Regions from separate parts of the Solanum lycopersicum genome. Here region 1 is linked to region 2. The links are chromatin contacts, called in public HiChIP or PLAC-seq maps. All regions are on one chromosome and are shown on one strand. Each heading gives the region's core, a stretch centred on a gene start, on an enhancer-like site or on the middle of the called end of the contact. The rest is flanking DNA. Distances are from core to core; before and after follow the strand shown. Region 1 overlaps LOC101254478 (probable adenylate kinase 6, chloroplastic). Region 2 holds the start of LOC101254785 (two-component response regulator-like PRR37).

Region 1 (5,484 bases), core at 1,117-3,616, 170 kb after region 2:
TATTACTTATGACCTATAAATCAAAAGTCATAAATTAAGATTTTTAATTTATAATTTTAAGTTATTTTGTTATATCAACTCAAAATAAGTGTTTAAAAATATTTCATCTATTCAAATACTACAATATTGTTGAGATTGTCTTATTTCAAGTGATTTTGACTTTTAATATTCGTTTCTACTTTCTATTAGGTTAAAAATATATAAAAATAATCCAAACGTTAAAATTTGAAAATTCTCAAATTATGTCTTTTAGCTTTTAAATTTTAAATTATTTTTAAAAAGTCAATTCAAACACATTAAATATTATTTTGATTGAAAAACACTATATAATATTTTGCTAGTACATATGACGATAAATAGTTAATTTGTTTTATGTAACTCCTAATAATCATATCATGTATTTATATAAAAGAAAATCTTAGGCCCACCTCGTAGCGTCATCACAAACAATAATTTCCTTTTAAATTCATTTATTTTCAAAACTAGTCTTTCTCTTTCATGAAAAGATGTGACTTTAATGAAAATTTGCGACTTTAATGAATAGTTGTGACTTTTTTCAATAGTTGTGACTTTAATGAAGAGTTGCGACTTTTATAAAATTTTGACTTTTATGAAGAGTTGTGACTTGAATGAAGAGTTACAACTTTATGAAATGTTTTGAATTTATGAAAGGTTGTGAACTTTCCGAAAGGTTGAAACTTTTCCAAAGAGTTGTAACCTTTCTAACAACGCATAATAAACAGTTGTTCACACTACTCTTTGTTGTCTATAAATGGAGGACTTCCTCTCATTTTAAAAAACAAAAATTATGATCTACTTCTTTTACTTTCGCAAAATTAAATGTTCGTGTACTTTCCTCCTATTGATCGACTTACTGACACCACTATTTTAGTATCAATAAGTTGGTAAATAAAACGTTTCATCCTTAGAGGAAGTAATTATTTAAACCTCTAGTATTTGATGAGAATAGTTTTCTCAAGGGGAAATTATTCATCCTGTAGACTCGATTTATTCTTTTCAATTTCATTCTATTTTTACATATCCTGGTATATCTTTTTACACTCATTAATTTAGGCTTATGATATAAAAAAAATTTGAGTACGTGCTTTAAAGTCTGTTGTTTATGTTTGTGCAAAGTTATTGTCTTTGGTTATATAGAACATACACACATATAGTACGTATATTCATTGCGCAGAAAATAATTATTGTACTCGATTTCAAGAATTCATATTTTGATATTCTATATTAAATTCTATAAATTAAAAGTACTATGTATGAGCTTACATATTATCTATTTTTATATAAATGTGAAATTTCTCACTTATCAATCGAAGAAATTCATTATGCAAGTTCAGAAGTTATAATTGTTTTCATGTTCAAGCGTAATTTTTTTTTAAAAAAATATGTTAACATTTTGAATTTTCTCCTAAGAGGTATATCATAATTGAATAATTTATGCAACTTAAATGTTTTCTTTTATTACGAAATGCCTATGTTTATATATTTTTATTTTCTTATTTATTTTATTTTAATTTCGATTAAAGAACAAATGAATTAATTATTTCTTGAGTAATTCATTAATTAGAGATTCTTGAGTTATGTGATAATGACATATAATCAAATATATGTTGAAATATTGCTAATATTATTTTTAAGTACCTATTTTTTCATTATTTTTAATATAAGGATATAAGCAAAAAAATTAATTATAAATTCAATGTTATTATTATTTATTATCACTCAAAACGCGAAGTTTATTTGCAAAGTATTGTTGGAAAGTATTGGAATTCACAACTATTATCATAATTTGAGGTGCATTTTATTACATTATCTTAAATAATAATTCCCTTGAGCCTTGATGGAAGTGTATCTCGCATCATTCAATAATCTTTAAGTTATAAACACAAAATCTGTGGGGGGGGGGGGGGGGGGAGGGGGGGATACTACAAAATCTAGCACCACAAAATGTCGGAAGAAGAGTTCATAATTTTTTAATCTCTTCCATAGAAATTAAAGACATAATGAACCTATATAGATAAAATATACCGTAATACATACATATACCATTTAATTTGAGTTCAAATCACTTTTATATTCTTAAATTTTCGATGTGCACAATTAGATTGTTAAGCTTATATAAAACTGAACAAATAGACACACATGTCCTACATTGCATCCTACATGTAATTTTTTATCCTATGTGTATTGTGTCACGTAGGACTCATGTGTCTACTTGTTCAATTTATACAAATTTAAGTATCTATTTATTCATACCAAAATTAAAGAGCACATTAATATATTATGCCAGTAAAATAAGAAAATGACGGATGGTTCCAATGGTAAGAAGAAACTGTTTTTGTAAAGACCACTAAAAACGCCGCGTACTATTCACGAAAATTGTAATACGTACTATGTAGTAAAATCCCCTACCTTGAGTAGTACTTGCAGCATCTTGTCGCTATCTCGTAATGATGCATATTAATAGAGAATATAATTTATCTGTTTTCAGCCAAAAAATAAATAGAAAAAAGGCAAAATTTAGTACTAATATATTAAAGGGAGAGTTGAGCTCTCTGTTTAACTTTAAGATTTTACTTGTCTGCAGCATTTGCGTGTATATATATAAGCTCTTGGTTATTATATATTTCTTTTGATAATCACGCAAAATAAAATTGTTATGACAATTATTATTATCTGTCCTTTAAGTTAAGTAGCTACGATAAGAATATTTTAGATATTTAACAGGGTTTGTGTGATAAAGCCTTTCTAACATTATGGATAAAAAGATAGAACAAGTTGATTTATTTGCTTAATGAGGCTTATTTTCCTCAATTATTTCTCTTGGCTTTTGGATTGTACAGGTGAAGTTTTATGGGCCAAGAACTCCCTTGTCAAACGTGATCGGAGAAACTTCAAAAAATGAGTATAGTTTGGGCTTGTGAATAAATGATTACAGTTTGAGCTTATGAATTATAGCTACATGTTGAGGGAGGAGAGAGGCAAACGAGATTAGGAGGGGAGGAGAGAAGCGAGTGAGATCTAAGATATAGAGGAGAGTGGGGTTGATTACATGTTGTAGTTGTTATATCATGTTGTATCACTAATACAAATGATATTTTTGATTTGTATCAAAGTGAATACAATTGTATTAAAAACTAATGCACTTAGCTATCTATTAGGAGGAGAGAGGCGAGCGAAATCGAGGGAGGGATGAATACATTTGTATTTATTGTATCACAAATACAATTGATACAAAATATAAATACAATTGATATAAAATACAAATATAATTATCTGAATACAATGATTTGTATCATAGATCGAATATAATTGTATCAATCGTATTTACAATCACAATTTGTAGTGATGAATACAATTATCATGATACAATTGATACAAGATTGTATTCAGTTGATACTTAATACTCAATTTGTCCCAATTTATGTCAAACAATTTAAGATTGGCCCGCAATTTATGCATGAAATTTTCAATTTTTTAAAAATGAAATTTATGTATTTACAAACTAAGTAAAAAAGTATTATAAGCCATAATAATTGGAAAATATTTGAAAAGTGTATCTACGGTCAAAGATAAACTTAGTTGAATATCGAATTTGAAGGATCAATAAATTGAAAAAAAGGGAGTACAAAATACAATTGATATGAAATACAAATGCATTTGATACATAACACAAAATTCAATTGTTATATTTTTGTGGAATGTTTTTGGGGCTGCAATTGTTTGGGCTGGACAGAGAGAGAGGGGGGTGGGGGTGCAGTGTGAGGAGAGAGGCAAGAGGAGAAAAAGACTCCTATAAAAACCTATATATAATTAGAAAATGTAATTTTTTATCTTGTTGTGATCCACACCCCATTCCCCCTTTATTTTTATGAGATTACTCTAAGGGATTGCCTATACCAAATAGTTTTGGGATAAAATTATAGTGACGCTTAATTTGTTTGGTGGGCATGTGCAAAATAACTTATCCCAAAATTAATAATTAATACTGAGATAAATTATTACTATCTTCAGATGGTATAATAATATATCATAATGCTCAATGTCCGTGATTTTTCATTTGGTCCAAGGGTTTTGGACGCCAAAGTATGAAAAAGATGATAATAATAATTAATGTGGTTTGGTCATATTTCAGTTTATTTCTGCTGCCACAACAAATTATTTATATCATAATTAATTAACTTCTAATCCAAACAACTTAATACTGATACAACTTAAATAAACTTGAAGAAACTACTTAGATTTGGACTTTGGTTTTCAGAGTGGAGTACAAAAAATCCATAAGAATTCATACATAAAAAAAATTAAGCTAATTAAGGTGACTCTTTTGTTCCTAATAAAGAGAAACAACCCAAATTCCTACAAAGCTAACAGTAAAGAAGAAACAAAAACAAAAGCAAATAAATTTGAATTGTCTGGAAAGTTAACTGAAGCTCTACCAAAAAAATATACAAGTACCTGAATAAGATAAGAGGTATTTTTTAAATCAAACAACTTATTTTAGAAAGTATATATTTAGTACAACAAACCAGTCAGTAAAAAATAATACTAGAATAACTAATCACAACATAACTTTATCGCATCATAACTACTCAAACCAAACGACGCCTATGTTGTTGTTGCCATAATGTAATAAAACTATTCAAATGTTTGACAGAAAAAATCTATCAATTCTAGCTAAAAACATAAGGACATGCAATGTGAAAATTAGTTGGGCTAGTCGAATATGACTCCCAAAAAAAAAATGAGTCAATAACACTCGAATTTTTTTTTAGAAAAAGAAACTAGAATATTAACTCAGCTATTTCAAATGTAGAAAAAAAAACTAATTACACTCAATAAACTACTAATTAACTAATTATTTGAGCATATGAGCATACCAAACTATGTAATAAGAGCTAACTGATTATTTGAGCATATGAACATACCAAACTATGTAATAAGAGCTAACTGATTATTTGAGCATATGAACATACCAAACTATGTAATAAGAGCTAACTGATTATTTGAGCATATGAACATACCAAACTATGTAATAAGAGCTAACTAATTATTTGAGCATATGAACATACCAAACTATGTAATAAGAGCTAACTGATTATTTGAGCATATGAACATACCAAACCATGTAATAAGAGCTAACTCATTATTTGAGCATATGAACTTACCAGACTATGTAATAAGATCTAAATAACATTTCCCCTACTATATCATCAAAATATTTAATGAAATCACATGGTTTGCTAAGCTTTATGAACAAATATGGACAAGAAATACTCCGTACAATCGTTATAGTTGCCTTAGCATTATATGATACAATAGTGAGGGAGAGAAGAGTAGGAGGTAGGGAGCCCCATTATAGACGCTTGTGCATGTCCAACATGTATGCAAAGAATGAACCTACAACAATAGTAAACATACTGACAAGACAAGTGATCAATTATCATGCTGCAGCAGATTTCTTAT
Region 2 (5,468 bases), core at 1,948-4,447:
TGGCTCAATAGCCCTCCTTTGCTTTTTGATTAGCTACCTATGCTTAAAGGCTTATTGTTGTTGGAGCTAACATATTTCTTGTTTAAGTTGCTTGGACTCGGGTGCAGATATCCAATGCAGATGCCAATCCAACGATCAGATTCAGCAAATCTAAATTTTGAGATTAGGAGGTACGGATCACGGTATGGATACAGATGTTGGGGTTCGGCTAAAAATCAAAAATTATAAAATAAAGTTACAAAGGTATTGTAAATTACGAAAGGTCTTCTAGGTCGTCTTTCCCAAGATCCCCAAAAGTTCAAAATACATTTCACATCACCTTGCCACTTGATCATAAAAATCCAAAAGGCTAAGATACCATGTGATGCATGGAGTTGGACCAAAGAGAGAGTTGAGAAATGGAAGAACAGAAAAGATCTTTGTACTGTTTCGTCTGCAATCATAACAATAGGATCCCCTAAACACCACACTGTTTGTTAAACCAAGGTTATGCCTACTGCATCCATGAGATAAATTTTTGGCTGGATTGACAAGGCAATATGGAAGTCTAATAAGACAAGAATCCAAATTTTTTAGAACAATTAAATGCATGAAGATTAATTAGTTGGATTGTTTCATATTTCTCTATGGGAATACGGTCAAAATACCCTCTCTAAAATTGAGCAGACAACTGGATAAGGACTGGGACTGGATACAGACTGGGATAAGTTGCACAAACAGTAAACTTTTCCTGTTGGTCGATTACTTATAGTACGAATCAAATTATTTGGGATCCAATCTGGCTGTGTTTCTTATTTTAATACTAGATATATCAGAATTCTTTTTGCCCTCATAGTAAGGTCAAGTAAATTTTAGAGCAAGTAGTAAAATTTTCCAGTAACTCCATTCAGGAAATACTCCAGCTAGAAGCACCAGGCAAGGAAAACGAAGTATGATTTTTAGTTTCACTGTATGTTTGACAAAAAAGTTAATGTATATTTTCTTCTTTTTCCTGAAACTGGTAAATGTATATCTTTTAGAAATATACACCTTCACATGTCTTTAAAGCCAACAACTTAATAAAACATTGAACTCAAAATTAACAGCTGTAACATCATAGTTCAGCGTGAGAATGGCCTAAAATATGTAAAATCATTAACAGGAAAAAAATAAACTGCCTAAATTCAGGTAGAAAGCTAATATGAAATTGTATATGCATATTTAAGTGTATAAATGACATGTATATGGAACACACACCAAACGCTTGGATGGAAGAAAAACTCACAGTGTTGAGTTACTCACAAAATTATTGATGAAACAAATAAATAACAACAAACCTTCATAACTGCAGTTTCGCAGCAATGCACTGACAACATGACGAGTTGAATCATCATTTTCTACCAGCAGAACCTTGAGGGATCTAAGAGGAAGAAAACGCTCCCACCTAACCAAAGGCCCTGGGGGCTGTTGCTGCTGTGTCTGTAAAACAGCCTGCACTTGTAACAAATCCCTCTGTGTTTCATTCCCACCTTCGACATCCTCATTAATCCTTGACTCATCTTCTTCTGAAAGCCCCTGTCCATCACCAGTAATCCCATCCCTTACACCATTCTGACCATCCTGTATGCTATGACGGTTGAGTTCCACCAACCTTTTAGTTGGGGGACCAATTGAGTCCATCCGAACGCTCCTCATCAACCAGATTCAAAAAGTCCAATAATGAATAAGGCAGCGGATTGAGTTGGCGCACAAACCTCTAATTTAGAAGAAAAATTGCACATACCGTTGTCTTCAAGTACCAACCTTTCAATGAAACGGCTGTTCAACGAGGCCTAAACCAAAATCCATGCACGTCAACATATTAGTTATAAGCAAGTGATAATGAAACATACATGGAAGCTATGTACTCAAATATCCTACCGAAGTGCTTTTCTTACACAAAAATTTGCACGCATCTTAAACTATGAAAAAGCACCCTCTTTCAACAAAATGGAACCCCAACAAAAACCTAGATCGAGAGTGCTCGACCTTATGCAGTATGCACTCAATAACAACCTCCTCTCATCCGGGGGCAGCTGTGTCATACCTACACAGGGTTTACCTCAAACCTAGTATTTCCACACAGATTTATATGTAAGAATCCATAAAATTGAAACAAATAGTAGTTATAAACCCATAATTTTGAAGATATAATAGGTTCATTGCTAAGAACCTTAATGTTGAACACAATAAAACGCAAATCCTAGATCCGCCTATGCTCTGTCATTTACCCACACCCCCACTGTAAACCCCACCATCAGAATAAGAGCAGATTTAATGGATTTAGAGAACTTTCAGCTTGAACTTGAGCCTAATCGAGGATCAAAAAGCTTCGATTTTTGTAAACTTCAATTTTAAAAAATAAGTAACTAAGATCTCATTAAATTTTGAAAGAAATGAATTACATTTGAACTGCTTTAGGCAACCTGAAATGAAAGCAACATAAAGCTCAACTATATTCAAGTCAAACAATCAAGATCTTAAAAACAAAAAGAACTTTTCACGACTACATGTAAAATACTACATCTCATCATCTTAGAAATCCACTAATCCTCAACATACAAATCCACTAAACCTCAACATACAAATCCAAACTTCAATTAATTTTCCATTGTTATTTTTTTAAACAAAAATATAAAAACCTATCCTTACATGCAAAAGATGACAGAAACGAAGCCTTCAGCCCACCAAACACAAAAAGAAAACAAATAAAAATCCACAATATTTCAGAAAATAAGTTCGGGAAATCCTCCCGAATTATGAATCATATCACAAAACCTTTACTTACCTTAAAGAGAACAGACTAGTATGATTTGAAAACAAAAATTTGAAATCGTGAACAAATTGGAAATTTAGTACAGGTATTTTATCCCATTCTTATAAGGTTAGGGTTTGGTGTTTATGGGTATGAAAGGGGTGGGATTTTTGGAGTTTTGTATGTTTTTTACTGGTTGAGAAACGGCGATAGAAAGGAAGAAGAAATTTTAAGAATACTGACTGACGTTTTTTCGTGGGTGACGTGACGGTGCAAGAGGCCAGGCGAGGTGCCACGTAGATGACACGTAGGACAAGATCTGATGACGTGGAGGTGAATCTAAATACGGGCGCTGCATTGTTTAGGGCGGATCTATTTGATTTCTCGGATCCGATATAAAGATACACGTGGCACCCTCTCTGATTAGCTTTATATTTGGCTAAATATATATATATAATATGTATTAACTAATCAATTATTATTTGGTAGATGCCGATAAAGTCGTTGTCAATGAGCTGCTGGACCCTACAGTTTCGCTTGTCCGAAATTACTGTTTTGTCTTTGTTTTCAATTGGATATGTCCTAGTCACCAAATAAATATCTAAGAGGTTTTCTGCTGTAAATTGCATCCCCATGCCATCATACCATGAGCACCTTTTTGCCTTTCTATTTTACCCCATACATATATGTACGAAAAATATAGATAACACATGTTTTTTATTTTAACTTTGTTATTAATTATTTCTTTAGTTTTAAGCTATGTTATATTTTTTATAGTAATTTTTTTATATCTTCGAGTTATTTTTGGATTGTCAATTATTGTGTTTTATAATATTTTTTATGTAATTTACAAATATATAAATTTTATAAAATTAATGTTCTATATCATGCCAATTTGGCATTAAATTATTTGACTCTCAAATAACAAAAAAATGTAACATAAATTAGGACAGAGGAAGTAATATTAATGTTCTATATCATGCCAATTTTGCATTTAAAATAAGAGAGAGATTTATCCTCTCTAATCTTAATGTCTCGTCTAATTTGAGGAGTTGTCTTTTTTTTTAAATGAGTTTATTATTGGTTTTTAATTTGAATTTTATTTTACAAAATAAATGTTAAGTAAACTGAACTTCAAGTTTAGGTGTATACAAGTAGACATTTAAATTTATATAAAGTTGAAAAAATAGATATATATATTTTATATGACAATTCAAGTGAGATATACTAGAATAATTTGTATTTATAAAACGTAGATATCTACTTTTACTTATTCGAAATTAAAAGAATATAAATATAGCTAAGATCAACTAAAAGAACACTTTATAGTCTTTCTTCATTCTTTCGGGCAAAAAATGAGAATGCTATAAAATCTAAGAGTATTGATTTTCTTCCCATTCATCAAACTTTTTTCATACCTATAATTAAAAACTGTAAAATATTTTCATCATATACCTTTAGAGTCCTAATTAGTGCTACTTACAAAATTCCGAACTCGATCCTCATAGACCTGATTCCTCTTCTTCTTCTTCTTCTTTTTTAATAATTATCTAATGATTTTCTTATTTAATAGAAAAAAGATACAAAAAAAATATTGTGATATTTTATTTGTTTTCGAGTCTCATCTAACAAAATGATATTATATGTTCACATCACAATTACATTTTAAAAACATTTACAATAATATATAGATATGTCAGATTTGCTACTGATATGCCATGCCTCTGAGGTCGGGATCATATTTTTTAATGACTTTTTTTGGGTCTTTTTCTTCATTTTAAATGGTACTAAAGTATTACTTACAAATTATTACCTTTAGTTATCAGAAAATATTAAGATATGGTATTAGTATTTAACATTAATCCTCTCGTCACTAAAGCATACTTAAAAGCTTCAAATATCAATTTTTTACCATAAAGAAATAATTGACGATCCAAAATAGTTATTAGCAGTATTTTTGGTACTTCATTTATAGTTAATGATTCATTTAGTTTGTTCCATATAAAATAAATTTTTTGTATTATCGTAAAATCTCTATAAATTAATACTCGGTAAAGTAATAATCTCTCTAAAATAATATTTTTTCGGGTTCGACTTGGCCAATGGAAAAAATCACAAATTTCTATAAGATAATTAGATAATATATTTTCACAAGACCCTATATAAATATATGGTCCTGTTAATATCATAAATTAGTAATTCTTTAAAAGTACAAATATATCTAAAATAATTTTGTGAAATATTATTATACTATTTTCTTTTTTTCCTTAAAATTTAAATCTACTTAAAGCTCATCTCTAACTATTCTTATTGCATTCAAGAGCTTTGGTGTAGTCTTTTCGAATTGCACCGGAAAATTGTGAAGAGTTCTAGATGAGATAAGTGTTTCCTTACGTGTAACTGGTTCCAAAGGTTAGTATAGTATCATCTTCAACTTCATCATTAACATTGTTTTTTCTTGTCGTATCCATAATTTCTTCTAAGTTATGGACCTCTGTACATGTAAAACTTTCACTCGGATAATCCAACAGGTTATTGCATCCATTTTATTGTGGTAATCAAGATCATTAATCATGATCTTTAGTTCATAATCATGAATGATGTTTTCACAAGCGAGTTCATTCAAATTCTCTAAGATTGTATTTTCCGAACGAATTTTGCAGTGTCGAAAATAATTTGCTATTGTCTCTTGCCA

Evidence for each region. HiChIP or PLAC-seq counts read pairs in DNA pulled down with a chosen protein or histone mark.
Region 1: an RNA polymerase II HiChIP or PLAC-seq map of leaf shows a contact between it and region 2, with 6 times the contacts expected there. The contact joins the enhancer-like site here to the promoter of LOC101254785 in region 2. A contact is called at or near these places in 5 of 8 Hi-C or Micro-C datasets (leaf and leaf mesophyll) and 1 of 1 datasets of contacts at active chromatin or transcription factors (leaf).

The regions. Positions count from the first base shown.
Region 1 is chr4:44,025,350-44,030,833 of SLM_r2.1, forward strand. It overlaps LOC101254478 (probable adenylate kinase 6, chloroplastic), which reads right to left. Exons shown (of 4, transcript XM_004237484.5): 4 at 5,199-5,484. The coding sequence ends at 5,462. Among protein-coding and RNA genes, the nearest start is that of LOC101254478, 11 kb to the right of the region's middle. Within about 2 kb of position 2,367, at least 2 of the 2 cell types and tissues checked have open chromatin away from gene starts, as enhancers often do. A contact at or near this core is called in leaf, where this site is marked.
Region 2 is chr4:43,850,721-43,856,188 of SLM_r2.1, forward strand. It overlaps LOC101254785 (two-component response regulator-like PRR37), which reads right to left and starts at 3,198. Exons shown (of 9, transcript XM_069297134.1): 1 at 2,807-3,198; 2 at 1,317-1,811. The coding sequence starts at 1,674.